5 separate regions of the Mus musculus genome follow, and regions 2, 3, 4 and 5 are each linked to region 1. A link is a contact called in public HiChIP or PLAC-seq data. All regions are on one chromosome and are shown on one strand. Each heading gives the region's core, a stretch centred on a gene start, on an enhancer-like site or on the middle of the called end of the contact. The rest is flanking DNA. Distances are from core to core; before and after follow the strand shown. Region 1 has its middle 19 kb from the start of Tbx3os2. Region 2 overlaps Tesc (tescalcin). Region 3 holds the start of Hrk (harakiri, BCL2 interacting protein (contains only BH3 domain)). Region 4 holds the start of Rnft2 (ring finger protein, transmembrane 2). Region 5 has its middle 22 kb from the start of Gm30657.

Evidence for each region. HiChIP or PLAC-seq counts read pairs in DNA pulled down with a chosen protein or histone mark.
Region 2: an H3K27ac HiChIP or PLAC-seq map of embryonic stem cells shows a contact between it and region 1, with 4 times the contacts expected there. The contact joins two enhancer-like sites. A contact is called at or near these places in 3 of 39 promoter capture datasets (the 3T3-L1 cell line, liver and pre-B cells), 1 of 115 datasets of contacts at active chromatin or transcription factors (embryonic stem cells) and 2 of 9 other capture datasets (adipose tissue and liver).
Region 3: a contact with region 1 is called in an H3K27ac HiChIP or PLAC-seq map of embryonic stem cells, with 12 times the contacts expected there. The contact joins the promoter of Hrk here to the enhancer-like site in region 1. A contact is called at or near these places in 7 of 39 promoter capture datasets (the C10 cell line, frontonasal cranial neural crest, hippocampal neurons and 3 more), 1 of 115 datasets of contacts at active chromatin or transcription factors (embryonic stem cells) and 1 of 9 other capture datasets (embryonic stem cells).
Region 4: an H3K27ac HiChIP or PLAC-seq map of embryonic stem cells shows a contact between it and region 1, with 9 times the contacts expected there. The contact joins the promoter of Rnft2 here to the enhancer-like site in region 1. A contact is called at or near these places in 11 of 39 promoter capture datasets (the 3T3-L1 cell line, the C10 cell line, cranial neural crest and 7 more), 10 of 115 datasets of contacts at active chromatin or transcription factors (astrocytes, craniofacial prominence, embryonic limb bud and 4 more) and 1 of 9 other capture datasets (adipose tissue).
Region 5: a contact with region 1 is called in an H3K27ac HiChIP or PLAC-seq map of embryonic stem cells, with 6 times the contacts expected there. The contact joins two enhancer-like sites. A contact is called at or near these places in 2 of 484 Hi-C or Micro-C datasets (both in embryonic stem cells), 7 of 115 datasets of contacts at active chromatin or transcription factors (astrocytes and embryonic stem cells) and 1 of 9 other capture datasets (embryonic stem cells).

Annotation. Positions count from the first base shown.
Region 1 is chr5:119,709,021-119,711,613 of GRCm38.p6, forward strand. No RefSeq gene overlaps it. Among named protein-coding and RNA genes, the nearest start is that of Tbx3os2, 19 kb to the left of the region's middle. Within about 2 kb of position 1,286, at least 19 of the 459 cell types and tissues checked have an H3K27ac peak or open chromatin away from gene starts, as enhancers often do. A contact at or near this core is called in embryonic stem cells, where this site is marked.
Region 2 is chr5:118,036,653-118,039,245 of GRCm38.p6, forward strand. The region is part of intron 1 of Tesc (tescalcin); the gene reads left to right. Among named protein-coding and RNA genes, the nearest start is that of Tesc, 10 kb to the left of the region's middle. Within about 2 kb of position 1,304, at least 156 of the 459 cell types and tissues checked have an H3K27ac peak or open chromatin away from gene starts, as enhancers often do. A contact at or near this core is called in embryonic stem cells, where this site is marked.
Region 3 is chr5:118,168,486-118,171,078 of GRCm38.p6, forward strand. Hrk (harakiri, BCL2 interacting protein (contains only BH3 domain)) reads left to right here and starts at 1,279. Exons shown (of 2, transcript NM_007545.2): 1 at 1,279-1,643. The coding sequence starts at 1,298. The coding sequence ends at 1,576.
Region 4 is chr5:118,243,725-118,246,317 of GRCm38.p6, forward strand. Rnft2 (ring finger protein, transmembrane 2) reads right to left here and starts at 1,301. Exons shown (of 11, transcript NM_001109902.1): 1 at 1,248-1,301. It overlaps Spring1 (SREBF pathway regulator in golgi 1), which reads left to right and starts at 1,503. Exons shown (of 5, transcript NM_001081236.1): 1 at 1,503-1,734. The coding sequence starts at 1,624.
Region 5 is chr5:118,434,203-118,436,795 of GRCm38.p6, forward strand. No RefSeq gene overlaps it. Among named protein-coding and RNA genes, the nearest start is that of Gm30657, 22 kb to the left of the region's middle. RefSeq lists cis regulatory regions at 1-2,593, 1-2,593 and enhancers at 1-852, 449-1,831, 1,842-2,593. Within about 2 kb of position 1,294, at least 35 of the 459 cell types and tissues checked have an H3K27ac peak or open chromatin away from gene starts, as enhancers often do. A contact at or near this core is called in embryonic stem cells, where this site is marked.

The sequences.
Region 1 (2,593 bases), core at 36-2,535:
CAGTACCCATGGAGGCCAGAAGAGGGCACCAGATTCTGGTGAGCCATCAAATGGGTGCTGGGATCTCTCTCTCTCTCTCTCTCTCTCTCTCTCTCTCACACACACACACACACACACACACACACACACACACACACACACACCGTGCTCTGAGTACAGAGCCAGATTTGTTTTTATTTAGTTATGCATCTGCACACTCACTACCCACAAAGGCAGTTGTGAGCCACACGATACACAAAATATGGATGCAGAAATTAGGTCCTTTCTATACGGGGTGGGGGGAGTTGAGTTCATGTCCTAGTGCTGAGGCTCGAACTCGAGATCCTGCACATCCTAGGTAAGCACTCTGCCCCAGAGCCACAGCCCCAGGGTGCCACACCACCATAGCGGATTTCTAAATCAGTGCTCTGAGTTTAGCTCTACCACTGAAACCCAGCCCCAGCTCTTCTGCAGAGGATTCCAGCGCATTGCTCTATGGCTGAGCCAGGTTCGAAAGGCGCGCTTGTAAGTGCTCAACAAAACCCCGGCAACGTTATTTTAAATTCTTTTTAAAAAGTTTACAAAGTGGTTTCCTACAATGATATCCTTTTTTTTTTTAAAGATTTATTTATTTATTATATGTAAGTACATTGTAGCTGTCTTCAGACACTCCAGAAGAGGGAATCAGATCTCGTTACAGATGGTTGTGAGCCACCATGTGGTTGCTGGGATTTGAACTCTGGACCTTCGGAAGAGCAGTCGGGTGCTCTTACCCACTGAGCCATCTCACCAGCCCAATGATATCCTTTTTAAGCCCAAGGAAACTGAGTCACAGAGAGGGTGGGTAGCTCCCTACTCACACAGTTGGAGGTAAAAGAAGCCGAGGTTGTCCGTGGATTAGCACTTTCTAGTGGATCCTCCCCCTGGGGCAGGACTGCTTCAGTAAGAAAGCTAGGGCTTTGATTTGCTAATCTTGTTTGTTTGCAACACAAGCAGAGGACACTGGATTGATTTCCTAGCGCCTGACTCTCAGGGTCCCCCTCTGGCCTCGGGGACTTAGCACAGCAAATTCCTTTTCCTGAAGGACTAGAGGGTAGTCTCCAGCCTCAGGGCCTCCCCGCTTTCGGTACCGTCTCCCTCTCAGCTTCAGTCTTAAGTCTGGCAGAAAACCAGGTTAAACGTGGACCGCAGGCCCCACCCACGCCTCCACCCCAATTCATACCTCCCGGAGACGCCTCCCTGTTTCTGCTTCTTAGTCTTTTACAGTGGTTGGTCCAGATGCAGAGAGAGCCCGCTCCCTGACTAGGACGAGGCTGGGAATTGAATTTAGAGTCTCGTGATCACAATCACCTGAATCCCATCCCATGTCCGCTTGTAGGTGTGACTCAGCAGTAGAAAACCTGTGCGCAGGCGCAAGGCCCTAGGTTGGCTCAACACTGGATAACTAAATAAACATTGAATGAAGTTTTTATTTTATTTTTTATTTTTGGTTTGGGGTGTGTGTGTGTGTGTGTGTGTGTGTGTTGTTTGTTTGCTCTTTTATTTTGTTTGTTTGTTTGCTTTAAAAACATCTTCACCGTGACAGAGAGTACAGTCCGCTATCGGTTAGACTAGGTTGAGTTCTTCCTTCCTTCCTTCCTTCCTTCCTTCCTTCCTTCCTTCCTTCCTTCCTTCCTTCCTTTCTTTCTTTCTTTCTTTCTCTCTTTCTTTCTCTCTTTCTTTCTCTCTTTCTTTTTTCTTTCTTTCTTTCTTTTTTCTGCTTACAGTGAACTGGAGTCATCTCTGGAATAGGGGAGAAGCAACCTTTTATTTTCTCGGATGTCCATCGACCATGGAACCTGGGGCAAACAAGGTCATCCTCTGAGCCGCCAATTCTCCTCTGTAAAATGCAGTGCTCAGATGTGGTGCCTCCGCAGAAAGACCTAGACCTAGCGGGTAAGAGAGGCCGAGAGCGCAGCCCAGTGGTAGAGTGCTTTCCTAGCATGCCTGAGGTCTGGAGTCCCTTCTTCAGTCCCTAGCAGAAAACAAAACAAAAGCTCAAACAAGAGCTACCAAAGGGGATGAGGTGGAGAGGAACATGAAACAAAATCCCTGGACAAGCCAGGGGGTGGCTCAGTGGATAAAGGTGCTTGCCACCAAGCCAGAGGACCTGAATTCAATCCTTAGGACCCACATGGTGGAAGGCAAGACTCTCATAACTTGACCTCTGATCTTCACTCGGGTCCAGTGGTACACATACTCATGCACACATAGACAAAATTAATTGATTAATTAATTAATTGGACATTGACCTCCTGGGACATATCTGCTTGTCTCTGTCCCCAGTGCTTTTTACACTGGTGCTGGGATTTGATCTCAGGTCGTCTTACTTTTTTACTACCCCTCCACAACTCCAATATATCCAGGCAGTGCTCAGTCTTACAATCCTCCTGCCTCAGTCTCCACACCCCGATTGCTTTACCATTTTTCCCCTAAAATATCTTAAAATTATTATTTGACTTTATGTGTATGTGTATGTGTATAGATCTTCTGCCTGGGTAGCACGTGGCTACCTGGTGCTGGAGGAGGCCAGAAGAGGGCACGGCGATGTCACACATTTTAATCCCTGCACTGT
Region 2 (2,593 bases), core at 54-2,553, 1.7 Mb before region 1:
GCCATTTTAACACTGTCTGGCAACTTCAGCTCATCACCTCGTGGGGGTCTCAGTCCCTGGTTGCTTCTGGCAAATAGATGTGACCTCCTCCCTCCCCCGGACAGGGTCTTGTCCCGCACCCCGAGCTGTCCTACTGGAGATCCTCCCGCCTCTGCCTCCTAAATGCTGGATTTACAGGTGTGTTCACCTAGGCCTTCCCTGTTCAGGGAAAGCTCTGCCTTCTGAGCTTAGCAGGTTATTGAGGTGGCTGCTGGGTTTCTCCAGCGGCCGCGTGTTTAGAGTGCCAGGTGGAGCCCGTGCTAGCTCTCAGAAGCCCGGCCAGGTTCTCTGATTTCATTCTGGTTGCGGTTGCACGTGAGGTTAAGTTCCTGCCTCTTGATTCAGCCTCAGATATGTTGGCTGCGAAGAGTTCTGAGGGCGAGGCTGAGCTGTCTCCTGGATGCTGCTGCATCACGCCCACTTTCTGAAATGTCTGCTTAGATGGAGCTGGACCCCGCCCTTCTGAACGGCTCCACTGTGATGCAGAAATGGAATGTGGCCCCCCCCCCACCGCCCCCAGCACATGGCAGGAATGAAGCAACCCTTCCAGAGCTGTGTGACCCTCGGGGAGCCACACTGCCTCTCTGATCCTGTCTCAACAGTCAAGTGGTGTGTGCTGCCTGCCCAGCCCTGGCTCAGCTCCCGCTGGAGGCAGGCTGTCACTCTCTCTATTCCAGCTATAAGGAGAATGTAAAGTGCAGAGTAAAGATGGAGGAAGACGGTGCGCTCCAACTGTGGCGCTCAGAGCTGCGCGCTCCCACTCTTAGAGCTCCCTGAATTGCTCAGCTCTCAGGATGTGTGGCAGGGGGAAGGCAATCCACCCGTCATGTTTACCCCACCCACCCCCATCCCCACCCCCAAGGATGTGTTCTGTACAGAAACAGCCCACAGTGTCCCCAGCAGGACCCTTGGTGCCCCAGGTGACAGTAGATGATGTGTCAGAGATGTTGGGCTGGACCATTTCTGCCTCGGGGCCGGTTTTTGCACCGGCCTGAAGTCTGTGTGAAGAGGGTCCGAGGGTCTGTGCTCCAGGTTGAATTTGAAAAAAAACAAAAAAACAAACAAAAAAAAAACCAAACCAAACCAAACAAAACACTTCAAAGAGGCCAGGTGCATCCTGGGTAGATTGTAAAGTCCATGGCAGCAGGGTGAGTGGGTATCAGGGCTGAAGCTGCCAAGGCAGCAGGTGGAGGAGGGGTGCTCACGAGAGAGGGCAGCTGGCCCAGGATCCCCTGCGAGGAGGCTCCCGGAAGCCCAGCCTCCCTCCCTCCCTCCCTAGCCACGAATTAGTCACTGCTGTGTCTGGAGCCCCAGGTGGCCTCCCTGTGGAGCTCAGAGCCAGCCGAACAGCCCTGAAGATTGGGGTTGCCTAGGGCATGCAGCAAGCCAGTCACAGCCAGGCTAACGGCTGTGGTTTCTCCATCCAGCTAAGTAGTCACTGATTTTGTTGTTGTTGTTTATTTGTCTTTTCAATTGAAGCCAAAGTTCATGTGACATAAAATTTACCATTTTAGGACAGGGAAGTGGCCCAGTCGGTAAAGTGCCACCTGTGAGGATCCAAGTTCGCGCTCCCTGGTACTTTATTCCCAGCACTGGGGATGCAGAATCGGGAGGAGCCCTGGGGCTCTGTGGCCAATCTGCTAGCAGGCTGAATCTGTGAAGCAGGTGCCCTGAGGGACCCTGGCTCAAAAACCAAGCTTGAGAGTGGCAGAGGAAAACACCAGATGTTGACCTCACCCCTTCCACAGGCCCCCATGTAAAACACAAGTGTACACACATAAACACACATGTACACACATGCACACACACATATACTCATACACATACATACATACATACACTCATACACTCACTCACACATACATACACACACATAACAAACACATGTACACACATGCACAAACACATACACTCACACACATATACACACATACATACTCACATAACACACTTCTACACACACATGTACACACTTAAACACACACATAACACACATACACACTTGTACACACACAGTCATACACATACATACATACACATACACTCACTAACACATACACTCACTAACACACTTGTACACACATATACACGCAATACACACATAAGCAGACACATGTATAATACATATACACATACACACATAAACACACACATACATACACTTACACATATAAACACACATACACACATAAGCACACACATACACACTCACCATTTTAATTACTGTGAAGTGAACGACTCGGTTGGGTTCAATGCATTTAGAGTTCTAAACCACCATCTCTGTTTCCAGATCATTCCATCACCCCCAATTAAACCCTGTACCCACCCATTATCCATTTTTACCCTCTCCTCCCGGACCTTGCCCAGCAAGAGTCTTTTTCCATTCCCATGGAGTCACCTGGTATGTCGCTTGACATATAGACTTGTGGACCAGGTGGCTTTGGTGCTGGCTATGACATTGTCAACACCCTGTGTGCCAGTGAGGGTCCCCACAGCCTCTCTTGATTGGGAACAAGAGAGTATGCCCATGTACTTCTTCTCCTCTCATACAGTT
Region 3 (2,593 bases), core at 29-2,528, 1.5 Mb before region 1:
GTGTACAACCACTGCTCGACTTGTTTTCTGTTTGAATACGTCTGTCTATCTCCTATCTATCTATCTATCTATCTATCTATCTATCTATCTATCTATCTATCTATCTATCTATCTTATGTGCATACACATAGGGTAGTACATATGGAGGTCAGAGGACAATCTGTGGGTATCAGATTTCTGTCTTTGGAACACACGGATTCACAGGACTGAAATTAAGTCATCAGGTTCGGTTGCAAGCACCTTTACCCACAGAGGCATCCCTGACTCTTTGGGGTTTTTAAATAAAGGATTCTCTCTGTAACTGTGGCTGGCCTGAAACCACTATATGGACCAGGTTGTATATGGACCACTTCCCTGCTCCTTCAGGCCCCAATCCCAAAGCTGTCCAAAATCCAGTGGCTTGGACATGGTGGGCGGGTCTCTCTAGCACCCTAAGGAGTCCCAGGAGCCTCCTCACTGGTCGGCACCCTCCCCAGAGGACTTCCCAGGCTGGAGCTGGAGCAAAACTGGATTGGTCTTCCTTTGGGTTAGGTAACCTCACTGGGCACCAAGGCAAAGCCTTACAGGGTCGCCAGCAAACTCTGACCCCGTTTGAAAAGATAAAGCCTACAAAGTAAGCAGGCTGCAAGAACTTCTCTCTAGAACCACGTTCTTGGGTGGGGGGTGGGGGGTGGGGAGATGTCTTGAGTGCAAAGGCGACTCGCCCAAGTTGGAGTCCAACCCATCCCGGGTCCCCCGCCTTCATTTCAGGGTTCAGGCTCCCACCCCGGGGTGCGCTTAAGTCAGGTCACCAGAAGGGGGTGCGAACGCGTGTCAGGAATGTGTGCACCCACCCGGAGGCTGACAGGTGCGGAGGCTGTCCCGAAACAGGGCAAGTCGGCTTGAACCCTGCCTCCCACCACCCAGGCCACACAACAGCCCGGGGATCTTTTCGCATTACGGCCGAATTCTCCCGGAGCTCAATTCACAGTGCGCACCGAGCTGGCTTTCCAGGCTATCTCCGAGCTGGAGCCTCCCGCAGCCCGGGAAGCGAAACAGCGGACCCCGGGCCAGCATTCCCGAAGCCCCGCATCCCTGCCTGTCCCCGCCCTGCCGGCGTCTCGAGGGTTAAAAGTTACCTCTCGGCTTTTTCTCCTGCACACACTCCCCACCCCCCGGGCCGGATGATGTAACCCCCTCCCCGCGCCCTCCCCGCCCCCTCCACCATGTGACACTTTAATTAATAATAGCGCCGTCAGCACAACAAACGCGCGGTGAAGGGCGAAACTTGGGGTCCAGGGAGGCTCCTCCGCACGCCATGTGCCCGTGTCCCCGGCATCGCGGCCGCGGGCCCCCGGCCGTGTGCGGTTGCGGCGACGCTCGCCCCGGGCTGCGCTGGGCGGCGGCGCAGGTGACCGCGCTGCGGCTGCAGGCGCTGGGCGACGAGCTGCACCGACGCGCCATGCGGCGTCGCGCGCGGCCCCGGGACCCGCTGCCCGCGCTGCTGCCCGCGCTCCGCGCCCGCTGGCCCTGGCTGTGCGCGGCCGCGCAGGTGGCGGCGCTGGCGGCCTGGCTGCTCGGCAGGCGGAGCGCGTAGGCGGCGCGCGCGGGGCCTTCTTGGTGGGGGGGACCGGAGCCGAGACCCAGCCCGGACCGAGCAACAGGTACGCGGGCAAGCGGGCGGGAGAGCGACAGCGACAGCGGGAGCCAGGGCTCCTCGGCGAGGAACAGCGGACCCGGTCTCCTACTCTTCGCTTGCCCTCTGTCCCTCTTTATCCAGACCCCGAGTATCTGCTCCGCCTCATCCCCCCTACTCTCTCTCTCTCTCTCTCTCTCTCTCTCTCTCTCTCTCCCTCTCCCTCCCTCTCTTCCCTCATTCTCTCTCCTCCTCCCTCTGTTCCTCTCTCCTTTCTCTCTTCTCTTCCTCCCTTCTCCTTCCCCCTCTCTCTTCTCTCCCTCTCTCTCTTCCTCCCTCCTTCCTCTCTCTCCCTCTCTCCTTCCCTCCTTCATCTCTCTCCTCTCTTCTTTCCCTCCACTCTCCATCTCCACTCTCTCCCCCTCTCTCCTTCCTCTCCCTTTCCTTTCCCTCTCTCTCTCCTCTTTTTCCTTCCCTCCTCCCCTTCTCCTTCCTCTCCCTTTCCTTTCCCTCTCTCTCTCCTCTTTTTCCTTACCTCCTCCCCCTCTCCTCCCGCTCCCCTGTCTCTGTTCTGTCTTCACTCTCCCCCCCCTCCCCACTCCTCTCTCTTCTCCCTCACTCTCATCTCTCTTCAGTGTTTTCACTCTCTTCTTTCTCCAATCCCCTGGCTCACGTTATTCTTCCCCTTGTGTAGCTCTCCTCTGCCTTTCCACTTTCTCCTGTTTTCCCTTTCTCCAGTCTGCTTTCTCTCTCCTCTCCCACTACCCCGTGTCCCCCCTTCCTTCTCCACCTCTCTCTCTCTCCCCCCCTTCTCTCTCTCCTCACTGTCCCCTCTCTCCTTTCTCCCTCTTCTCTCTCCTCCTCCTTCCTCTGCAGCATAGTGGTTTTAGAAGGACGTAAGCCACCACAATCGCTGCCAGCCCCAGTAAACACACGCAGTAGAACTGCACCAGTCCGAGCTAAGAGTCTCCCCTAATT
Region 4 (2,593 bases), core at 51-2,550, 1.5 Mb before region 1:
CTTGATTCTGTGACTTATCTCTGGCCATAAGAACTCCAGGTACCTCTGGACACTTTAAAGTTAAGAGTTCCTGCCTCCGGGCCTTTGTACCTGCTGTTCCTTCCCTGGCATGGTTTTCCAGCTGAGGGTTACAGGCTACCTCCCCACAGCACTTACCAGTCATTGACATGTGGGTTTGTTTACTATGACCCTTGAGAGGTCCTGTGTCTGGGCTGCCCGTCCACCTTGGAGTTGCAGAGATGGAAGGCCAACGTCTCTGTAGAGATTAGATCACCTTGATTTTCCCCAGCGACAGATCCGCACACACCTCGTCCTACCTCCCGCACCAATAGAAAGCCAAGAAAGAAGGGCAAGGCTTGGAGAGAGACTCCATATGGCTACTGCTCCTGCAGAAGATCTAAGTCCAGTTCCCAGCACCCACAAGGGTGGCTCACAACTACCTGTACCTCCAGCTGTAAGTGATCTGACTCCCTCTACTGACCTCGGAGGGCACCTGCACTCCCATGGGCAAACCCACTCTAACATATAATTAAAAAATAAATACATACATAAATAAAATCTTTAAAGAAATAAAGAATATGCTTCCATGAACAGGCTCAGTTTCCCGGCATATTTTCCCTACAGAGAAAGATCCATCTCTTAGCCCAGGCCAACACAAATGGGTGCGGAATTAATTAATTCTGCACAGCCTTCTCGGCTGCAGCTAGCTAGGAAGCCACAGGCTAAGGTGCCTGCCTTTTCTGCAAGATTAAATTAGCTAGGAAAAGACTCCTTGGTATCATCGTCATATTCAGGCAAGCCCTCTATCACCTAGCTACACTCTCAACCAGGCCGTTTTATAAAGAAAGAAACTGTCATCCATCAGGTAACATGTCTCAAGAATTTGCAATCTGGCTTGATACTCCGGGTGGCCCCACTACTCCTTATCCTCGGGGAAACTAAAACACGGTATCCCCAAGTTTCCACCTACAAGCTTTGAGAAAACGTCATAAATTAAATGCCCACGATTCTGTGGCAAACGGGCGGTACAAGTAGGCTCGTATTGACTCCTGGAGCCCACAGGATGCTACAGAATGAATGAATGGACCATCTCCGTCCCACACACCCTGGTCCTCCCTAGGAGGCTGCACGGTCCCCTACAGGACGCTTGGGCGCGAGCGGCGTCCCCAGACCGGACGGCGAAGCGCCTTTGCCGCCAGGCTCGCGGGGTCACAGGGTAGCAGCGGCCGAGCATAGCCTTCATTTACCTGCCAGACACTGCAGCAATCACGGCCTCTGCTAATCCAGCCTAGCCAATCCCTGGCGTGGCCAGGGCGCCACGTGACTTCCGGCCGGCAGTGCCACCGAGAACGCGATCGGCGCTAGGACCCTCGCACAGGGAGGCCTGCCTCTAGTCCGAGAAGGTCCGCCCCTGCCGTCACATTCAGCCAATGGAGAGCCGAGGCTCCGGCAGAACCAATGGCGAGGAGGCATGGAGGGGCCTGGCGTTGGCGTCACTAGGTGGGGCGGGGCGTGCGGCGGATCACGTGGCCGGCGCGTTGGCTGCGGGAAGGTAAAGCAGTGCTGGAAGCGGATTGCAGGGGTCATGCCGTGGGGTCGTCTCTGCGCCTGCGCCCTACCGGGATGCTGAACCTGGCGGCGCTGCTGTGGCGCCGGCTCCTGCGCAAGCGCTGGGTGCTCGCCCTGGTTTTCGGCCTCTCGCTAGTTTACTTCCTCAGCAGCACCTTCAAGCAGGTAAGCGACTTCTCTCAGGACCTCCGTCCTTCCGATCCTGCTTCCTCCCTCAAATACTATGTCCTTCTCCCCATCGTTCTTCTAATCCTCCTCCTGAGCACTCCTCCCTCTGATCTAAAATCCTCCTTCAGCCCTTCTCCCTCCGTTGCGTTGTCCTCTGCCCTTCTCCTTTCCCCTCCCTAGCTCCCTCCGTCCTCCACTCCTCCTCCTCCCTCGAATTCTCTGCCTCCCCATCCTCTGTTCTCCTCTGCCCTCCAACTTCTTACCTCTCACCCTCTGTTCTTTTCCAACCCCTCCTCCTCGATCCTCACAGTTCCTCCCTCCCTTGATCCTCTGTCCTCTGATGCTCCTCTCTCCTGTCCTCCACCTTGTAGTCCTCCTGATATGCAGCCATTCAGTCCTCCCTCTGAGCCTCTGAGCCTCTTCCTTTCAGTCCCTGGATCATCCATTGGTCCTCCCTTCAGCTCTCTAGTCCTCAACCCTCTAGTCCTCCTCCCTCCGATTGTGTGATCCTCCTCCTGTCCTCCTGTGAATCGAAGGCCGCTAAGGGAGGCGTCCCACTGCAGGTCTTTGTACCGCCCCTCTTCCGTGCGGGATCTGGCTGGTAGGCCAGGCAGAATGGGGTCCTCAGACCTGTGCACCCTCCTCTGTCGCGTTCCCTGCTCCGCACAGCCCCAGGCTTCTTGATGGGCAGGAGGTAGAGATGGCTAGACCAGGAAGTGGCCAAGGGCTCTCTGTGCCTGTTCACCTGGGTGACCCAACAGGCTCCCTTTTGGGGCACAACTTGGTTGGGTAGATTTTTATTTTTTATTTTTTTATTTTTAATTTCTCAACCTCCCTTTCCCGTTTTTGTCCTGGT
Region 5 (2,593 bases), core at 44-2,543, 1.3 Mb before region 1:
TTTGTTTCTTTTTAAAATTTTTATTGGCTATTTTATTTACTTTGTTTACACATTTTAACTTTTGTGGGGTTTTTTAAAAAAAAGATTTATTTATTTTACGTATAGGAGTACACTGTAGCTATCTTCAGACACACCAGAAGAGGGCATCAGATCCCATGACAGATGGTTGTGAGCAACCATGTGGTTGCTGGGAATTGAACTCAGGACCTCTGGAAGAGTGTTCAGTGTTCTTACCCCTGAGCCATCTCTCCAGCCCTTGTGGGGTTTGGTTGGTTGGTTTGGTTTGGTTTGGTTTGGTTTTTGTTTTTTTAACTTTTGAGTTCTTTATTTATTTGTGTGTTCATGGAATGAGTATGTGAAGATCAGAGAACAACCTACCAGGAGCTGGTCCTTTCTCCCATTCAAAGATTCATATGTTCAAGCTCTCTCAGCTCTTCTGAGGCCTATCAAAGGAAGGACCAAACCTCAGGTTTGCTCTCTCATTGGATATAATGAAAGAAATTCACAGTATTTGTGAGGCTGAAGCAGGAGGCCCTTAAATTTAAGGCCAGCTTGGGCTATAGAAGTGAAACTCTGTCTCAAAAGAACAGTGGGGCGAGCGGTACATATCAGTGTAATTCTGCACTCTGAGGCAGGGGATCATAGCCTTGAGGCCAGTTTGAGCTACATAAGCGATTCAGTCCCGGCCCCTCCCCACCACCAGTTGAACAAAACAAAAGCAAATGAGGGGTGGTGGTGCATACTTTTGAGACGTGGAGGCATTAGAAAGAAGTTCAAGGCCAGTCTGGGCTAGCCTAAGCCAAAGGATACCTTTTCTCAAACAAATCAAACAACCAGCCCATAACTCAATCATATTAACAACCAATCAAATAAACAAACGTGCAATTGCCACTTTGAAGCTGAGGGTAGGAACCGCTGGGATGAGATCATTGGGCACCCAGGGTGTCTGATTACATTCCCAGAATGCACCAGATAACCACAAAGGAAAAGACAGATTTGGGGTGCGGGAGCTGGGCCCGTAGCTGTGGCCTTCCTATTGGAGTGTGCCCACAGCCCAGACTGCGCTCTCATTGAAGCCATTTCTAAGGCACTCCGCGAGATTTATTGAATGCCTAGTAAGTGGATTAGAGCCAAGTACTGGAAGGAAAGACGATTGGGTCCTGGGCCTTAGAGAGTGCATTTTCAGCCCTAGAGATAAAATTCTTCCTGTCCCCGGGAAGCTGGTGGGTGTGTAGGGAGCGGATAAACAGTGCCTGGAGGCGCAGGGAGGCCATTTGTAAGTAGCAGCAGGTGGGCAGGTGGGACTGAGCGGCTGCGGAGGCGGGAACACCGCTTGCTGAGCTTAGGGGGAGAGTGTGAAGAGATAAAACCCTGAGGTAGCCACAAACCCTCCGGTCTGCCAGTTCCTAAATTCTGTCCCTTTCTGCCCCAAAGCTCTACCTCAGCCAGGCCTGTTTCAGACGCAGGATAAACTTTGGGATTTCCCCTCAATAGAGGGGAGGGGAGTCCGAAAGGAGAAAGGTAGGGTGGAGGATTCCTGGAGAAACTTCATCTACATAACAAGGAGAAAGAGAAAGCATGGAGGGATGCCCCCAGGGTGGCGTTTAGAGCTTAAATTTAGGAAAGCGCCCAAGGATTGAATTCTGCCTGGCTGCACTGAAGGCACCATCATAGCCAGAAGAGACTTGTGGGCACCCGTAGCTTCTACATCACGTCTTTACACACACACACACACACACACACACACACACACACACACACACACACAATCTCTAGCTAAGCCGAAGAGAACTTGGCCTGTGGACTCTGCCTGTCATGCCAACATTCTGTGCCTCAGTTTTCTCATCTGTGGTGTCGTTGTTGTTAAGTGGTTCATAATCATACCGCAGAAACGGCAGGTTTGGGTGACAACCCTACAGAGTAGATGACAGGTGTCTTAGGCTCACTACTGCGGTGGTGGATCACCATGACCAAAGCAACCTGGGGAGCAAAGGATTTATGTGGCACTGTGCGGTCACTGAAGGAAGTCAAGACAGGAAGTCAAACGGGGCTTGAACCTGGAGACCGGACCTGATCCAGAGGCCATGAAGGGAATGCGGCTTATTGGCTTGTTCCTGATGGCTTGCTCAGCCTGCTTTCGTATAGAACTCAGGACCACCAGCCCAGGTGTGGTCCCCATCCACAATGAGCTGTCCCACCCCCATAATAACCATTAATTAAGGAGATGCCCTGCATAGAGGCTTGCACGCAGCCAGATCTTAGGAAGATGTTTTCTACCTGAGGTTCCCTCCTCTCAGATGACCCTAGCCTGTGTCAAGTTGACATAAACCCAACCTGCACAGTGGGTGATGCTGACTGTCACCTTGATCTTTGAAGGTCATTTCTCTGTTTGTTTGGTCTCCCGCTGCACCCCAGGACTCACGCTGTCAATAGTCACAGCCTCCCCAGCTCCAACCACTCACATCCCGTCAGCCCATTCTGTAAATCCGGAATGCCAGGTGGAGTCCACACTACACAGGAGGGCCCCGTCTTTCAATGGGCTCCTCCTGGTACTCCCAGTAAGCCACTTCCCTGGCTTCAGGCCCCTACCGGT